Regions from separate parts of the Zea mays genome. Here regions 1 and 2 are each linked to region 3. A link is a contact called in public Hi-C data. All regions are on one chromosome and are shown on one strand. The core of a region is the stretch at or near the end of the contact, and the rest is flanking DNA. Distances in the headings are between cores, read along the strand shown.

Evidence for each region. Hi-C and Micro-C count contacts between places; a contact is called where the count stands out from the background.
Region 1: a Hi-C map of bundle sheath shows a contact between it and region 3, with 4 times the contacts expected there. The contact joins the promoter of LOC542654 here to the promoter of LOC100284488 in region 3. A contact is called at or near these places in 2 of 25 Hi-C or Micro-C datasets (bundle sheath and leaf).
Region 2: a Hi-C map of tassel shows a contact between it and region 3, with 2.1 times the contacts expected there. The contact joins the promoter of LOC100273131 here to the promoter of LOC100284488 in region 3. A contact is called at or near these places in 3 of 25 Hi-C or Micro-C datasets (endosperm, leaf and tassel).

What each region holds. Positions count from the first base shown.
Region 1 is chr5:179,697,385-179,700,084 of Zm-B73-REFERENCE-NAM-5.0, forward strand. It overlaps LOC542654 (nucleosome/chromatin assembly factor A104), which reads left to right and starts at 1,402. Exons shown (of 10, transcript NM_001112178.2): 1 at 1,402-1,633; 2 at 2,323-2,445; 3 at 2,556-2,606. The coding sequence starts at 1,502.
Region 2 is chr5:179,749,250-179,751,949 of Zm-B73-REFERENCE-NAM-5.0, forward strand. LOC100273131 (sucrose transporter BoSUT1) reads left to right here and starts at 1,398. Exons shown (of 10, transcript NM_001147578.1): 1 at 1,398-1,678; 2 at 1,814-1,879; 3 at 2,205-2,303; 4 at 2,441-2,624. The coding sequence starts at 1,451.
Region 3 is chr5:179,898,926-179,901,625 of Zm-B73-REFERENCE-NAM-5.0, forward strand. LOC100284488 (protein binding protein) reads left to right here and starts at 1,405. Exons shown (of 7, transcript NM_001157383.1): 1 at 1,405-1,929; 2 at 2,584-2,655. The coding sequence starts at 1,741.

The DNA of each region.
Region 1 (2,700 bases), core at 152-2,651, 200 kb before region 3:
GGACGCAAAGGAAACGGGGAGGAAGGAGGCTAGAGGCTCACTTGGCGGAGATCACGGGCAGGGCGTGGGCGGACACAAGGAACTAGAGGAGGCACAAGATTGGTGGGGGTGAGGATCGCAGGAGTGGGGCATGGCATACTTGTGGACACCCACGTTACATCCTTATAGAGTAGTAGAGAAGTGACTAATCTTTAGTCACTTTTATTTTAGCTCATTAGATGCAAACATGCCCTTATCGACGAGTATATATACTGGAAAGTTTTAAACATGATAGTATAAATAAAATAAGTATAAATTAATTATTTTTCTATAAAAAGCTGTGAAAACAATCCAAACCTGATGGAAAGCATGCACATCCCCATTAGGGCACGACCGAGCATATCTGGGAGACTGATGCGGCAACACACATGACAGGAGTGGCTAGGAGCGGTGCGGCTTCACATGCGACGTGCATGACTTGCGGGGTGACGCGTGACCATGAAATCCTATGACTATGAGAATTTAATTTATAACATACATCTGACTCCAACAATTTAATCTAGAACTTCCATCTAATTGTAAGAAATCAATCTAGATTGAACATATTTATTAAACCATGAGTTTAGAGCAGATAAAAAAAATGACGTACCATGTTTCTTGATTGAGCGAACAGAGACAAAACCTGCCATATAGGACAATTCACAAGGTTTAGGGTTTAGACTTTGAATTCTCCTATTAGTAACAAAGGCGCTAGTAAGATATAGAACGCTTATTATACATTCACTTCTCACGGTGGCATAAACACAAAGAGACAATATTAGTTTTTATGGTTTCCACTGTCATCGTTATCCCCCAATTTAAATGGTAAAATTAAGCCCAAATAGATATTAGAATCATGTTTATTGGCTACAAACCTACATTCACACTCAACTAACCAACAAAACATACATATCTTTGTATTTTATATTCTATATTAAGTATAAATGGAAACCATAGCAATGTATGGATACTTTGCTATTTGGTATTAACCCCACAATCCTCTGTAGGGTTTAACAAGTAGTAGGAACTCATTGGATGAAAATATATAAAGAAACGTTTTAAATATGGTAATATAAGTACAATAAGTAAAAGGAAAACTAAATCGGGTATCCAATTGTCTCATTCCTACGTTCCCTACACAGCTGCACTGTCACTTATGGGTCCGAAGCCGCCGAACGCACAATGACAAGCATAAGCCGGGCCGCACCTAATCCTTAGGGTTAGGGTTTTAGAAAACCCCCATGGGAGTGGACAGTCCCGCACCGATCCGACGGCCCGGCCCACCCGAAGCCGACCCAATACTCCACGAGCGCGAATCTCAGCACCTCCCTATATAATAGAGCTCGCGCGGGCACCACTGCCTTCTCCCAGCTCCGCCTCCCTTTCCTACCTTCTTCCCTCCGTCTCCCAGCTCGCGCAGGCAGGCGACACAGCGACGCTAAAAACCCTAGAGCGAGGAGGCGTGCCAGGCCAGCGGTTTGCGATGACGGCACCGGCGGACAAGGGGAAGAAGGCCAAGACCGATGCCGACGGCGGCGAGGAGAACGAGCAAATCGACGGCGCCCTTGTCTTCTCCATCGAGAAGCTCCAGGAGATTCAGGACGAGCTCGAGAAGGTCAGCCGCAAGCCTCTTCTTCCTATCCTTCGTGCGGTGTGATGGGTTATGGGTGGTTGGTACTGTTGGATTTGGTAGTGGGGTTTGGGTAGGACCGTAGGAGCGTAAGGTTGTGTTTTGGTATGCTGGAATTGTCCGGCACTGAGCAGTATCGGTTCAGTTGTTGCTAGTTCTGTTCGGGCACTGTGCCAATTGTGCCGCTGGAGGTTGGAGGACGGAATTATAGTGACAGTGTGTAGCTAGAGCGTAGGAGGCTTGTGTCCTGGCTGATACGTAAGGTGCTTCTGGTGGCTGAACTCAGTAACTTTTATTATATTACAGTTTTTTATAGCGTTATAAAACATGTCTAGTTTAGTCACAGCATATGGTAGGTGATTTTGATGTGGATACTGTGGAGTTTTTTATGCTCGAGGCAGGGGTTGGTTCCTGTGGAAGTTTTTATGCTGCATTTATAATCAAAATTAAGCAACGCAGATCATGTGTTCAAAAACACTTGGTACCTTGCGCGCTCTGTTACTCCATGTCACCCATCCATGGCATACATACGAGTCGATTTTTTGTTGAAAAAGGATGTCTTTTTAAGACAAGCCCATCATTGGTCCGAGCTATACTATTTACTATGGAAATTTTATGAATGAAATGAAACATAGCACTGCCATGCTTATGATACCTTTGTTCATTGCTGACAGGTTAATGAGGAAGCAAGTGACAAGGTTATGGAGGTGGAGCAGAAATACAGTGAGATTCGCAGACCTGTCTATCTCAAGAGGGGTGACATTATCAAGACCATCCCGGACTTTTGGCTCACAGCGGTTTGTAGGCTACTCTGTGCTATACAAATGTGTCTTTCTGCAATTCTGCTGGAAGTGTTTATGGATGCGTGCGATTCTAATTTGTTGTGTTATGTGCTGTTGACCTACAGTTTTTGAGCCATCCTCTACTAAGTGAGCTTCTGACTGAAGAGGATCAGAAGGTATTCTATACCTCAAACAATTTACTTCCCAATCCCTTGAAATTATGAATATTGAATTGAAGCAACAGAAACCTTTTGAATTTAAAACCAGCTT
Region 2 (2,700 bases), core at 148-2,647, 150 kb before region 3:
AACCTGAATGGACTAAATCATGTGGATGTGGACGGAGGGAGTAAGGCTGACTCGTGTTTGAGTGGAAGTTAATATTGGAAGCTAATCATTCAATTAGTAAAACACTGACCACACTGATTTTATCACTGTGTCCAGCGTGCTGTACAGCGTTCATCAGTTTCCATTCGTGTGAAAATAAATTGGAGGATAAGGACAACTTTACTGACGTTGCACCACTCCATCTGTTTCCAGCTTTGCCAACCCATATTAGCCGTTACATATGGACTGTCTGCGTAAAAAAAATACGCATTTTGTTGTTTCACCACTCAATATTTTTATAGAGCAAATTTTGCTGATTTAGCTACTCTCTAAAATAGATTTCACAAAAGAAGATTAGACTAATCCAACAGAATTAGTAAATTCAGAATTCTGTATGGCGAGTGAGGTAGACTATCAAAAAAGAGAATGAATATGTAGATGAAGATCTACTAATTTTAAGAGCTATTTACAAAGTCTATTAGAGACATTTTCTTATAATAATAACCAAATTTACCTTTACAAAATAATATGACTAGTCTTTTGGAGTTGCTCCAATAAAACATATAAAATGGTACTAGTATGTGTGTAAACCTTTAACTTCTCGAAAAGGGACATATTTTTTTAGTGAGACAGAATATCATTAGTGAAAAATTGACTTTTGGATTGGATCTGATAAGCTAAATGGGAAACGTACATGCGTCGGTCGGTGTCCATTAGTTACTTGACAGCGTCCAGCTCTGGTCACGGTTTGAGATTCTATTCTACCAGAGTAGTGTTTGAAGATAAGATAGAATTTAATCACTATATATATATACAATCAAACTAAACACAAGTAGAAGTGTAATATAAGAAGAAGAAAAAAAAATCTAGACAATGTTTGGTATGACTTTAGAACAAAATTCTAAGAAAGAGCTGGCAAGAGCAATAAACACCCTAACTAACAAGTTGTATACTCTCGCATGTAAAATTGCAACTCCATTAAAAACAATCCAATTAATCCAATTTGTTGATGTTGCCCCTATATCTTTTTTTTTCTACCAACTATACTACGTATCTTGATGAATCTCCATCAATGCTTGGCAAAACCCCCCTACCAAGAAACAGATTAAGGACGGGAATACGGGATGGATAGCCTTCCCAAACGGATAAAACCTTCGGCCCGCCGTCTCGCTGCCGGTGGGGCACACGCCATAAACCACACGCGCCGGCCGCCCCCGCCCGTGGCCTTTAAAAAACCCCCGCTCCCGGCGCTCGCTTTTCGCTATCCCCGTGTCCTCCAGGTCCAACTCCACCCAACCCCACCCCGTCCCGTGATCGTTTGCCCGTCCCTATCGTTCTCTCTCCCCCCCTTTTTTCCTGCGACCAATCCGCGCGCTTTTGTTTTTGTTCCTGCTCCTCGGCCCTCGCACCGCGCGCCGCCGACGCCGCATCCATGAACGGTGACGGCAGCAAGGAGGACGCCAACAGGCGCCTCGAGTGGGCCACCTTGAACATGGAGCGCGCCGTCGTCGTGAGCGAGACGACGAAGGGCGACGGCAATGGCAATGCAGGCCGGAAGGCGCCGATAAGCATCGTCCGGCTCTTCTTGGCCTGCATGGTCTCCGGCGGCATCCAGTACGGCTGGGCGCTGCAGCTCTCCCTCCTCTCGCCCTACTCTCAGGTACAGTTCATGCCCATGTCGTCTTTTGTCCTGTGGTGTCTGTCTGTCTGTCTCTCTCTGTTCATACATGCCTGTTTGGTTTTCTCTGCCAATTTTTTTTCCGTGGCCTGATCGACCTTTGATATGCATGCCCAGACTCTTGGGATCTCGCACAGCTACGTGTCTCTGACATGGATCTGCGGGCCTATCGCCGGATTTGTGGTACGTACGTGCATTTTCTTGCTTGTATACTATAGTATAATTTCTGAGATCTTATCCCTCTTTGTATTTGGATAAAGATAAAGAACGTTAAATTCTGTCGAAGTAAATCCGTGCAGTTTATGGAACTGCTCGCCTCTACTACGATTTATTTCCGTCTTTTATTTCCTAGCTTTAAGGTCTTAATTACCAAGATTTATCTTCAAGGGATAAGATGAGAAAGTTATTAATCACCAAGAGATCCGTTTTCACACGTCCGGCCAGTCATCTTCTTCCTCCATCTTTTTCCGATGCGAGGCATTGAATGAATTGACGTCGTCGTTGGCAGGTGCAACCCATCGTGGGCTACTACAGCGACCGGTGCACCTCGAAGATGGGCCGGAGGAGGCCCTTCATCCTCGCGGGATGCATCATCATCTGCCTCTCTGTAAGCAAGCGCACTTTTCCGTTGCGATTCCTCCTTTGTTCTCTACCTCTACCTGTACTGTACTTCGACTACAGTACCGATTTCCTCGGCGTTCTGAGAAAAAAAAAACTGACTGCTGGTGGTCCGGGTCCGGCAAGGTGTTGGTGATCGGGTTCTCGGCGGACATCGGGCGGCGCCTCGGCGACACCAAGGAGCACTGCAGTACGTTCACCGGCTCCCGCTGGTCCGCCGCCGCCGTCTACATTGTCGGATTCTGGTTCCTCGACTTCGCCAACAACACGGTCCAGGGACCGGCTCGCGCGATGATGGCCGACCTGGCCGGTGAGCACGTCGCAAGTTGAATTTGATCACACACGCACGCAGCCCAGGGTTGGTGATGCTAGTGTTGTTTGTTTAC
Region 3 (2,700 bases), core at 155-2,654:
GAGCAGAAATGGTTGAAGATGGTCTCAGCCCCCAACTTCTCACCCCTTCTCCCTCCACAAACCTCCGCCCAAGCTAGCAGCCTCTTGGTGCTCCAGCGCACCTCGTCTCCCTCCTGTTTACCCTTGCATCCCACAGAAATCAAGCAGCAAAACCACTGCACCAGAGATATCTTTACATGTTTATATAAATTAATTAGTTTGCAGTCAGTATAACAAATATGTTCGAGGTCTTACATATGACCGTCTAAACTCCTTTAGGCCTCGTTCGTTTTGGCTGGATAAGCCCATTCCCTGCCTTATTCCGGCAGGAACGAATCAGCACAGTTTAGAATCTGGTCCAGTCTCCTAGAGTTGTTCGTTTTGATCTGGGCTGGAAACAAACCCATCTGATTTTAATTCCCATCCCTCAATCCTTGGCCTGGAACGAGTCCAGGTGACCTACCTTCTGGACTGGATCCGGATCTGGAAACGGGCTGGTGACAGGAATAAATGACAACCCATGATTCACTCGATCCTGGGCTGGCTTTGTTACTGACCTGACTTGGATCTTGAGCTGCCGAACAAGACCTTAAAGTAATAATATATACATATTGATCATGGTGGAAATAATGCAGGTAAAATAATAATATGCATATAATATTATAATGGCGAAACATGTATTTCCGTATTTGTGAAATATGTGCCAGGCAACACAAAAATCGTTGTATTACGATCAATTTGCATATAAACAATTTTAGGCGTAATACACACGAACCTTATAAAATCTACGGTTTCACAACATCTCCGGCCAAACGATTTTTTAACTTTTTCACATCCGACAGCTCACAGCAACTTTTCTATATAAATAGCTGAACCTAAGCACTTCACAATCACATGGCATAATTATTAGCCTTGGTCTAATAAATGTTGTTAACATGTCCAAAAGTTAAACTTTACTAATCTTAAAGCTATCTTAATCATTCTGGTACACAGTTGACTGTAACATGTTTTGTTTTGGCACCACGCAACGGTTATACCACATTTTTAGACCAAGAGATGCAGTCGCACAGCCATTCATTCACAAATCAACAGCGCTGAATCCTGGATGGGTGCATTTGCGGGGGTAGTTAGCAAATACTACCCGTCAGGGATCTATTAATGGATTCTGGATAATGTTCAAGCGGGAATCCGAATACCCGTTCGTTACAGATCGCCAGCGATTTACACATACTCTGACTGTCATGTGGGACCAGAACCGGCGGGAGCCACATGTCATCTAAGGTAATCTAATCCGCACGGTTCCGTCACTTGGCGCACGATAAAAAGCCGCGAGACGAACGCGAACGAAGTGCGGGAAATAGTTTCTCTCTCTCTTCTTCTTGTAAGATATTTCGGAGTAGGAAGTGCGTGCCTTCCTCGCAGCTCATTCGCCGAGGTAACATCCCCTGCCCTTCCTCACATTTCCTCCCTGTTCGTCCGTAATAGTCGTTTCCGAACCTTGCGTTTCGTGGGATTTGTCGAGGCGAGGGCTTCGATTTGACCCAGGAATCGCCCAAATCCGCTTGTCTTCGACTTCAGTTCATCCCCACGAATTTCTAGGGTTTTAGTGTCGATTTTGTCCCCCTTCATTACATTTGATTGGCGGTGAATTGGGCCCCGTTTTGATGATTCCTTGGGTTCGTTGGACGGCAGGAAACGAGATCCTCTAGAGGTTTGTGCTGTTTAGCGTGAGTTTTTTTGGGGCCGATTTGCTTTGCTCGCATGGGGGATCATGTCGCGGTGGATGTTGGGGAGCTCGTAGCGTCCCGAGTCGGTGAGGCAGCGGGGCTAGTGTCCGGCGCCAAGGAGGAAACAGAGGCGCTGATTGGGATGGTGGAGTGCCGCATTTGCCAGGAGGAGGACCTCAGGAAGAACCTCGAGAGCCCCTGCGCTTGCAACGGCAGCCTCAAGGTGCGTGCTGGCTTACTTCTCTTCAAACCAGAGATTCTGGGTCCATCATCCCATCTTGCTTATGCTGTTTGCCTCTGGTTCATTCTATTGTCAATTCATAGATGAGAAATTCTTAAATCTAAGTATATAAAATGCACGCATCAACAAAGCAAAATATCACATTAAGACTTAGCCTGAAGCTTTGTTAGGGCGTAACATAGCTGTTGGTTTCCATGCTGATTGCTAACTTATGCACTCTGTATAAGTTGTTACTTCAGATGTTGTGGCCTTTCAGATAAATCTCCATATTAGGTTCCTCTTCACTTGTGATATAAATCCTGTTTGGTGCTGTGGCTCATGATATTTTCATGAAAAAGTAGTTGCACAAAGTGATGCTAGCAGAGTAGATAAAAGCATGCCTGGTTTAATCGTCGATGTTGCTTAGAGCTTAGGACATTCTTTGCACTTGTTGTTAGCTACTTTTTGTAACCTTAACAAACAAGTAACAAGGGCTAGGTATCTTTTGTGGGTTGCCTTCAACTGAATACATCGGTCATTATCATTGTTTATAAGTGGTCTAACCGCCTACCTAAGTTTGTCTTTTACCATCCTGTATGTGCAAACCATTGCATAAATCTGTTTGCTAATTTTGTTATACTACATCTGTTCGCACAGTATGCTCACAGAGAATGTGTGCAACGATGGTGCAATGAGAAAGGGGATACAATCTGTGAAATCTGCCATGAGGTAAACAATTGTTTCCTTCAGCTACTACTCTAAATATATCAAAAT